2 separate regions of the Sus scrofa genome follow, and region 1 is linked to region 2. Evidence: chromatin contacts called from public Hi-C data. All regions are on one chromosome and are shown on one strand. The core of a region is the stretch at or near the end of the contact, and the rest is flanking DNA. Distances in the headings are between cores, read along the strand shown. Region 1 has its middle 19 kb from the start of MATN1. Region 2 holds the start of EPB41 (protein 4.1).

The links. A called contact is a pair of places that touch in the nucleus more often than the background predicts.
Region 1: a Hi-C map of embryonic fibroblasts shows a contact between it and region 2, with 5 times the contacts expected there. The contact joins the enhancer-like site here to the promoter of EPB41 in region 2. A contact is called at or near these places in 9 of 47 Hi-C or Micro-C datasets (brain, embryonic fibroblasts, heart right ventricle and 5 more).

What each region holds. Positions count from the first base shown.
Region 1 is chr6:87,329,854-87,334,956 of Sscrofa11.1, reverse strand. No RefSeq gene overlaps it. Among named protein-coding and RNA genes, the nearest start is that of MATN1, 19 kb to the left of the region's middle. Within about 2 kb of position 3,761, at least 9 of the 83 cell types and tissues checked have an H3K27ac peak or open chromatin away from gene starts, as enhancers often do. A contact at or near this core is called in embryonic fibroblasts and omental adipose tissue, where this site is marked.
Region 2 is chr6:85,839,885-85,844,744 of Sscrofa11.1, reverse strand. EPB41 (protein 4.1) reads right to left here and starts at 2,207. Exons shown (of 17, transcript XM_021095721.1): 1 at 2,043-2,207. It overlaps LOC106510640 (a long non-coding RNA gene), which reads left to right and starts at 2,890. Exons shown (of 3, transcript XR_001309282.2): 1 at 2,890-4,382.

The DNA.
Region 1 (5,103 bases), core at 2,512-5,011, 1.5 Mb before region 2:
TTCATTACTGCTGAGCCACAGTGGGAACTCCTTGAGTTACCTTTTTTGAATCATCCACTAGGTGCTTGGTAATACACATTCTCTCTCTCTCTCTTTTTTTTTTGGTCGTTTTTCCTTTTCTAGGGCCACTCCTGCGGCACATGGAGATTCCCAGGCTAGGGGTTGAATCAGAGTTGTAGCCACTGGCCTACACCAGAGCCACAGCAACTCGGGATCCGAGCCACGTCTGCGACTCACGCCATGGTTCATGGCAATACCGGATCCGTAACCCACATGCAATTCCACATGCAATTTCTAATTCAAACTTCTTTCTTCTTCTTTTTCTTTTCACAGCTGCACCTGCAGCATATGGAAGTTCCCGGGCTAGGGGTCAAATTGGAACTGCAGCTGCCAGCTTACGCCACAGCCACAGCAATGCTGGATCTGAGCTGCATCTGTGGGCTCTGCCGCGGCTTCAGCAATGCTGGATCCTTAACCCACTGAATGAGGCCAGGGATTGAACCCACATCCCCACGGACAGTATGTTAACACATTCAGCCACATGGGAATGCCTCAAATTCAAACTTCTTAGTGATATTTTAAATACATTGTTTTCACAAACAGGGAAACAGAGTATCACCCAGCCGATAAGCAGCATGGTTGGGATTTGAGCCTTTGAATCTCTGGCTCTAAAGTTAGGACTTTTTCCAGAACCTTCCATCTCTGAGGCTCAGACCCACTAGGATGAAAGGGGGTTCCTAGTCCTTTCTCCACAGAGTGGGAGCATAGAAGTTCAACTGGTTGTCCTGCCTTGTTCTTTGCCATTCTGTACACTGATACCAACATGTCGGTTCTACAGTGCACATCTGATCAGGTCACACCCCTGCCTAAGAACCTTCTATGGCTCCCTATTACCTCTAAGATAACCTTCAAAGTAGTTGAACATTCTAGGTGCAGTAGGATCTAGTTGCTGCCCAAGCATGTTGTGCGATAAATTGTCTGCTGTTCTCCCTCACCCTTTGCTGCTGCCTGGGTGACCCAGTTTCCCTGCCTGTGAAATGGACCCCTGACCCTTGGCAAGAAGATCTCAAGGACTGCCTTGGACCCTGGAGTTAAGTGATTTTAGAGGGGCTGGAATCGCAGACCTGGGGCTGCTATGGAGGGATCTGGCCACACGATGGCACCATCAGCCCAGGAATGGGGTGGCCAGGCTGGCTGGGGGGGTGGGGTTCAGGAATCCTTACTGGGAGCTGGGATAGTTCTGTCACTTGTCACACTCAGTAGCATCTAATCCAATCTCTTTAAATTGCCCCCTCCCTCCTGCACACAGAGGCTCCCAAGGAGGTCATTGGCCCCTCTCCAGGGCCCCCTGTGGGTGTGCGTCTCTCTGAGATGGTTGTTACTGTCCTGCTCTTACCGCTGGCTCCGAGATGCCCTGTGAAGGGCCTGGGCTGGAGGCACCTCTGGTCTCCCAGGGCCTGTCCAGAGGCTTTGCTGGACCGTAGGTGGCAGCTCAGACCTGAAGGTTGGGGAAGGGTGGGGTGTGAAGTAAGAGCGCCCCCAGGAGGCACCTTCCTGTTCGCCTTCCCTCTCCTGTTGCAGTGGGCAGGGGTCAAGTCTTCTTTTCCCAGATCAGGGTAGCAGTGTCTTCAACTTCAAAATAACTTCAGCCTCCGTGTGCAAGAGACCAAGAAGTAGAGGTGACTGGGGAGTCCCCAGATGCCCCCACCATCCAAGGACCTGGGGGAGTCCCCTTGCTGTCCCCGATGTGCTGTGTGGCGTCAGGCCCGTGACTGCCCCTTTAGGTCTCAGTTTTCTCATCTGGGAAATGGGGAGAACAGTTCCCACCTGGCTGGGCGTGGAGACTGAAAGGAGACGGTGTGTAAGTGCTGAGCGAGGGGCGAGAGTCCAAGGGGCTCGAGATGGGAGCTGCATCTCTGTGGGATTCAGGTCCAGGAGCCGCGTCTCAGTCCTGGGTCTCCCCCCGGGGCTCCAAGGAGGAGCCGCAGCTCCTGAGATAAACTACTATCCTTTCCTCCGCATGGAAAACCTGCTAACCTGTCAGGACCTGTCCCCTCCCAGGGCCCCTCAGGTTCCAGGGCCTGAAGTGGCTCCTTTCTGTCTGTCCCCACTTTTTATAAAGTGTGAGGGCTGCCCTGCTCAGGGACGGGGTGTGTGGAGTGCGCAGGGATGGTCTAGACACTGGCCACCCTGCCTGTGCCTGGATCCTGGGAGTAGATCTCCACCCAAAGGCCCCGTGTGACCGTGGCAAGTCCTCTACTGCCTGGACCCTCATTTCATGGGTGGCATCTTGGGCTGTGCCAGGCATGTAGAGGGGACGTCAACCCTGGGACTGAACCTGGAACTGTAGCACCCTAACAGCTCCAACACATTTGGCCCGAGTGGGTGTGACTCTGCTCAGATGTGCCCCAGAACAAGCTCAGCTCTGCTTCCCGGGCCTTGATGGACACGCAGACAGAGTGAATGTGGGAAGCATGAGGGCATCTGGGCCGCACAGAACATCCTAGCTCCCTCGGTTCCCTCGCTTCTTAGTGGTAGTAAAAAAAGTAATTTATACCGCGTTCCCTGCTGGTCTAAAAATTCAGCACTTCCACCGGCAGCTCAGGTTCAGTCCCTGGTCTGGAAACTGAGATCTCACATCAAACTGCTGCATGTTGTGGCCAAAAGAAAAAAAAAAGTGATTTATGGTATATTAAAGTATAAAGAGTAGATGATTATACTTAAACTTGTGCTTAATAGATGTTCTACTTTATGACATATAAATTAAAAGAAGAAATACTATAATCATGCAAATAATAAATATTAAGATAAAATATAAACATATTATTATATAAATAGTAATTTATGTATATAAATAGTAATGTATATATAAATAGTAATTATAAATAGTATTTATATAAAAATAGTAATTTATACATAGTAGTTATATATAAATAATAATTTATATTATAGTAATCTTTATATATATGTAGTAATTTATAAATATAGACCTGTGAACAACTAACATATCCGTGCCCACTCCGAGCTAAGCCTTGTGCTAAGAGTCTAACCTCGTTTATTCCTCTGAACCATTTGGGGAGCTAGGACTCTCCCCATTGCACAGGTTGGGTAAAGTGAGGCTCAGAGAGCAGAAGGGACTTGCAGAGGCAAGTAGAGGCTCTGGGATTTGAACCCAGGCTTGTCTGCCCCACGTGGTCGCTGTCTTCCTTCCTCCAGGAGGAAACCCCTTCACAGGTTGGGGTCCCGGCCCCACTGATTCTGTGTCTGGGCCCTGTCCCGCATGGCCACATCCCCTTCTGGACTCCTTGCCGGGTCCTGCAGCCTCACTCCCACCTGGAGGCCTCTGTGCCCACCGCCTCCCTCCGCCCTGGCTGCCATGGTTGGCACAGCTGCTGCCTGGGCGTGTGGCCACACTGGGGAAGGATTTTTCCCTTTTCTTAGTATCAGATTTTCCCTTGCAGTTTCCCGCTTTCATTCCTGGCAGGAGCCCGTGGCCCGGGGCCAGCAGTCCCTCCCAGCCTCACTTCTGTCTCTAGTGCAGAGCCAGGAATTTTGCCCCAAGCTGGGGCTTCTTCCAGGAGCCACGACTGGGGGAGGGGACGTTGTCAGCAATGCCATTGGCATTCCCATGGGGACATCACAGACTTTTGGTCCCTTACCCCCCAGGGGAGGTCTTCCCTCCTGGAGCCTGTGATGAGCTGGGCCCCCTCCAGCTGCCATGGTATTTCCCTGTGCCAGCAGATGCGGGTGGGGAGGAGGAAAAAGAAACTGCCCCAGGCTGCGCTGGATTGGGAGAGGCCAGGCTGTGTCCACTCACTCAGATGCCATTTCCTCTACCCCCCTGCCCCCGCCTCCCTGCCCCTCCAGCAGCAGCTCTGGAGTCTCCCAGGGTGAGGGGGTCTGAGAGGTGACTACGGGTGGTACATGGACAAACACTCATATTTTATATTTTACCAGTCATGTGTTTATTTAAAATGGTATCAGAGAAAAATCCTAAGCAATTAAGGCATTAACCCCCTGATTTCACGGATGTTATTGCTCAGGGTGAGGCAAATTGAAAGAAGGAGGCCATTTCAAGTCCATTTAAAGGGACTGATTGAATCAAAATCAATGTTGTGTAAGTGGTGGGTGGAGGCGGCAAACGCGCAGGGGGGTCAGAGAAGCTGCCGGAGCTCGGGAGACACTGAGGGGGCCCGTGAGTGAGCTCTGGGGCCTCCCCTGGATCCGGAGGGGGACCTGCACCTCGTGAGCCTGTTTCATCCTCTGTAACGTGGGGTGAGTAGTGGCAGCTGGTCTAACGGGGTTTAGACAGGGTGAGGAAGGGGAGGGCTGGCCCAGAGCCGTGGTGGCAGTGGTGGCATTAGCAGTAGTATTAGTATCACTGTATCATCAGGAGCTTATTCTGGGTCAGGTGACCTGTGTCTCTCAGCTTCTGGAGAGCTTGTCTCCCAGTTCTTGGCATAGCCCCATGAGGGGGGCCCATCTCACATTCACTGCTCTGGGCCAGTTCAGCCACCTGCTGGGCACTGACGCAGCCTCTTGGCGCCCCCATATCCTTAACTGTAGACTGAAACCAAGAGACCCACCACACAAGAGGTGTAGCTCAGAGGAGCAACCAAAAAGGCAGGTCAAGTCCCCAGAACAGTCAAGCTTCATCCTGGGTGAGGTTCCATCGTCCTGTGGGGTGAAGACCTGCTGGTCAGGCAGGGACAGTTTGGTGTAATTTGGGGCAGGTGTAGTTTGAACCAGCTCTGTTGTTCTTGACATGCTCATCTATCCATCCATCCATCCATCCATCCATCCATCCATCCACCTACCATCTATCCTCATCTGTCCATCCATCCATCCATCATTCACCCATTCACCATCTATCCTCATCTATTCATCCATCCATCTATTTATCCATCCATCCACCATCCATGTATCATTGGTCTATCTATCATCCATCTATCCACCATCTATACTCATCTATTCATCCATCCATCCAGTAAGTGGTTTGGGGGCAGCAGGGGCCATGCCAGGGGGTTGGGATGTTATCTGAGTGTGACAGTTGCTATGCAGGGTGTGAGCAGGGGAGGGACATGAGCAGATTTGGGCCGCCAA
Region 2 (4,860 bases), core at 958-3,457:
AGGGGGTGCTGGCCTTGCCCTGCCAGAGGCCCCACCCCCATTGGCCTAGGGAGTGGGGCAGCCTGGGAGCTTCTATTGGCACCTGGGGCCTTCAGAAGGGAGGCCAGCCTGGCCTAGGCAGTTCAGAGATGGGCTGATCGAGAGACAGACAGGTGCCACCACACACCCAGGCACTCCACCCACATCCCACTGCTAGGACCTGGCAGGCCCTGCCTGACTCTCCTATATACACAGAGGAAACCTCAGGGCTTCCCCACTCCATTTCTTTCTGAAAACACCCCCACCCTAGAACACCACACACTCATTGCCTCATCTGATTCTGCTAATGCCTGGATTATTGACCAAGGAGGCACCTGGAGCTCAGAGAGGTGAAGTGACTCATGCAAGCTCACACAGCAAGGAAGTAGCAGGGCCAGGATTCAAACCCAGTTCTGCTGCATGCCAAGCCTACAGAGTACCAGAGGTCCCCTCTATTCCTCCTCTCTGCTCCCTACAGCTTCTGGATCCCCTTCTTCCCAAACCTTCCAGCCCCTCTGCAAAGTCCCTCCTCCCACAGTCCTAGTCAGAATTAACAGTTCCCACCTCCTGGCTGCTACAACATTTTGTTTACATGCACCTGACAGCAGAAGGGTACAGGAGTTATTTCAGGGGTGTCTGTCTCTCTGACACTCCGAAGGGCCCGAAAGGCAGGAAGTGACTCCAGTATGTGCTCCTTAGACCTGAGAGTCTATCTCCAGCCTCCCCCTCCCCCCATGCAAAAGTCCTCTGGTCTCCTCCTGTTGATACCCTCCCCATCTCCAGCCTCCAGTCAAGACTGGTCCCCAGGCCTGTAACTGGGATGAAGGTTGGGGACATGCCACAACTTCAGGGACTCTGCGCCAGAGCTATGGCCTCTCTCCTGGCCCCCCTCTCTTCCCTTCAGTATCTGAGCCGCTGCCCTGCCCCTGACACCAGACAGGGACTCCCAAGTCCCAGCCTAGGTAAGGCTCTCCCCAAGCCTCCTCCTGGAGAAAAGGGCTCCAGAAGCAGAGAAGGGGCTGCCTTCCTCCCTAATCCGGGAACTTGAGGGGTCACATTCAACCAGGAGAAGCTGCGCACTGGGAGTAACCTCCTCCAACCCTTCGTGATAGTCCCCCCCACCCCCAGTCCTTCCGGGGCTGGGCTGAGGTCGGTCTGGACAAATTCCCGCCTCCAGTTTGCTGGAGAAGTCCTATGCTACCCCAGAGAGGTGGGGTGTGCTGGAAAGTGTAGGTGAGGGCAGAAAACTCTTCGAGAAAGCCAGAGGACAGGGGCAGGGAAAGACTGGGTCATGCAGAGAGGAGATGAGTCACAAGGACCCGGGGGATGAGAATCAGAAGCCGGAACCAGAGCCCGACAGAGTCCGGCAGATCAGAGACGCAGAGAGAGAAGTCCCCTAGACCACGCCTGGAAGAGAGCATGTGCGGCCGGGGCGGCGACCGGAGAGCCACCCTGGCGGGCAGAGCCGGCGCCCCAGCTCTCGGGTCCCTGAGTCCGGAAACTCAAAGTCAGTTACGTAAGAGCCAGAGCAATCCAGGGGCCCCGGAGCCGGGTGCCCCTTCCCGCTGTGCGCCGCCAGCCCGCCCGCCTGCTCCGCGGGCGCTGCAGCCTGCCCGGCAGGAGCACGCGGGGCCTGACAGGGCGGGGTTGTGGGGGGAGCGCTTGTGCTGCAGCACTCCGCAGAGACCCGCCGGCTGGCACCCAACCCAGGACCCCCGCCGCAGACAGACCCGGGACCCGCTGGGACCGCCAACGCCAAGCGTCCAGCTTCGGACGCGAGCTCTAGGACCCCCTTCCTGTCGCCCCTGCCCTCCCTGCACCCTGAACTTCGAGACGCCCAGGCCCCTATGGACCTCCAGTTCGGAACTTGGAACTCGGGACTCCTAGAGCCCCCGACCCCGACCCTTAGAACCAGATATGTCCCCTCCCGTGGGACGGCCTGGGCCCTTGGGCACAGGTCCATCTGTTTGTCACCCCGTCCCTCCCGGGGGCCCGGGGTCGCCCCCCAGGCGGTCCAGGCTCACCTGGGCCGGACCGGGCGGAGACCTGGCCGGGCCGGGCCGGACCGCGTTCTCGCCCTCCGCCGCTCTCGCCCTTTAAGAGGTTCCTGCCACTTTGCCCCGCCGGGGGCCTCCACCTGCACTGACAGGGCAACTCTGGCTTGAAGCCCCGCCCCCGACCCGGGGCGCCTTCTGATAGGCGCAGACAACTGCCATTCGGTGGGGCGGCGGGGCGAACGGGGCAGGACAGAGTGAATGTCGCAACCGGGAAGGGGCGGGGCCTGCAGGTGCGGCCTGATGGTACGGCCAGCTGTGGGCGGTCGAGGGCTCACCCGTTGGGTCTGGGGAGGGTTGGGGAGGGAGTTCCTAGATTGGCTGGTGTGGATTCTGACGTCATACGCCTAAAGTATGATGCAATTTTCCACGTGGTGCTACCCCTAAGGGCTGGAAGGGAGACAGGGATTTGGTCATAGGGGACCTAGGGAAGCAACCCTGGCGAGGACACCTGGATGACCTGTCCCACCTGTGTGACCTTGAGTGAGTCACGTCTCTGAATCTTTCCTCAACTATGAATCTTAGAATGTCTTCCTGAGAATTAGCAGTATATGTTAAATGCCAAACACAGGTCTGGCACACAGTGGGTGGCATTCAGTAAATGTGGGCTTTCATTCCCCTTATTCCCATCTTGCCACTCTTTTTTTTTTTTTTTTTTTTTTTTTCAGGGCCTCACACGCAGCGTATGGAGGTTCCCAGCTAGGGGTCCAGTCGGAGCTGTAGCTCCTGGCCTACCAACAGCAATGCCAGATCTCAGCTGCGTCTGGGACCTATGCTACAGCTCAGCTCAGTGGATCTTTAACCCACTGAAGGAGTTCAGGGACAGAACCTGCATCCTCATGGTTACTAGGCAGATTCTTTACCCCTGAGCCATGAGGGCAACTCCTTGCCACTCTTCTCAAAGATTTTCCCCCTCCTGATCCCATCTGATCAGTGCTAAAAGGGGCTTGTGTGGTTACTGGTCCATGTCCCCTCCCCTCTCTACCTTATTCCAGACCTGTGCTCACATACCTCCAATGACAGGAAGCTCACCATCTTCCAGGCAGGCCTCCTTCATTTTAAAAACGTCCTGAAACTTCAAAAGCTCATTCAAAGTTTATGGCCAAATCTGCCCTTTAAGAGTTCTACCCACAGAGAACATACCTAATCCCCTTTCCACTTTGAGGAATCACAGAATCATAGAATCATAGAATTTTTCAGGTTGGAGAGCCATGGAGAGCTAATCCCTTTGGGGACAGATGGGGCAAACTGAAGCCTACTAAGGACAAATGACTTCCTATGACTTCAGTGGTCTTCCAATTAGATGGGCTCTGAAATCAGACTGCCTGGGTCTCAGTCCCCAGCATTGGCACTTACAAGCTGCCTGTCATTAAATGAAATAATCCAGGTAAAATACTAAGAACAGTGCCAGTCTCAGGGTGAGCATCCAAAAAGTGTTAGCATTTATTATGATTATTGATGTTAATGTTATATCAAGGTCATAAATTCATGTTTTGCCCCCCAAATTCACTGAAGCCTCCTCTGAGTCTTGTTGACAGTTTCAGGGCCCTGATCTCTGCCTTCAAGAGGCTCACAATCTAGCAGAGGAGGAGCTGACTCGGTCCCTAGATCTGGGGGTGGCATTCCAACAAAGATGGGCAGACTCTAATGCCCCAGAGAAACTTTAATTCCTTTGATGGAAATCTAAACACTCGAGACCCTTTCAATCCCTAGCCCAGTGGAATCCATAGGGAAAAATGTCACACCCAGGTTCCCAAAGACTATTAGCACACCTTTCACTTGTCCACACGCTCACCTGCCCACCAGATGGTATTGCCCAGTGGTTAGCGTTTGGGATTTGGAGGCAACTGAGTCCAAGCTCTTCATCTTATCAGCTTTGTACCTCTGGGCAAATCACTTTCCCTCTGAATTAATCATAGCCCTAACTTCATGTGGAGCTGTTTCGAAAATTAAATGAGTATGTGAAAATACATATGCAAATACCCAGTAATGGAGCGAGCATTATTTTTTAATTGCTCCCACATGTATTCGTGCACCCAAGAGAGAGCTGGCTGTGAATGCCTTAATTTAGCCTCAGCAAAAGGGGTTTCCCTCCCCCACCCCCATGCCTCCTCTTCGGACTCTCGTCCTCAATCGAAGAGGCGGGGCCAGGAGCATCCCGCAGCGGCCAGACTGGGCTGTTCTAAGGAGCCCCGCAAGCCGGTCCGCCCCGCCTCGTTGATCAGGGCGGGCACTTGGCTCCTCCCCTGTTAGGCAAGAGCAGCCTGTGGGTGACTCAGCAGCGACAACGCCTGCCCCGACCTGATAAGTGTGTGTGCCTGGGAATGTGTGTGTGGTGGGGGTGGCCAGGAAGGGTTCTGTGTTTTTGAGGTCGTGCGTGGGACGTACCTGTGGGAATGTGCTTATGATCTTGATCTTGTGCGTGTGTCTCTTTTCTGTGTATTTGGGGGGAGGGGGGAATCTATGGGTGTGACAGGGTGCCCTCGTTGGTGAGTTTGTACAGAGGGCGTGACTCTCAATGTGTTTGGCTCCCTCTGCCATATAAACAGGTTTCCACCCCGCCTTCCCGCCTCCCTGCCTCCCTCTCCCCCACCTCCCCCAGGCCCTGCCCAGGGCCGTGTCTGCCGAGACAGCTTGGGCTTCTTGTTGAGGTGACTTGTACGCTTGTGTGGGTAAAAGTCACTGGGTTGGGGGGCGGGAGGTGGGTGCTGGGGTGCAGTTGCTCTCACTGCCTGGAGGCCCCCTGCCCTACTGCCTTGCCTGTGAAGTCTCCACCTCCCACCCCAGA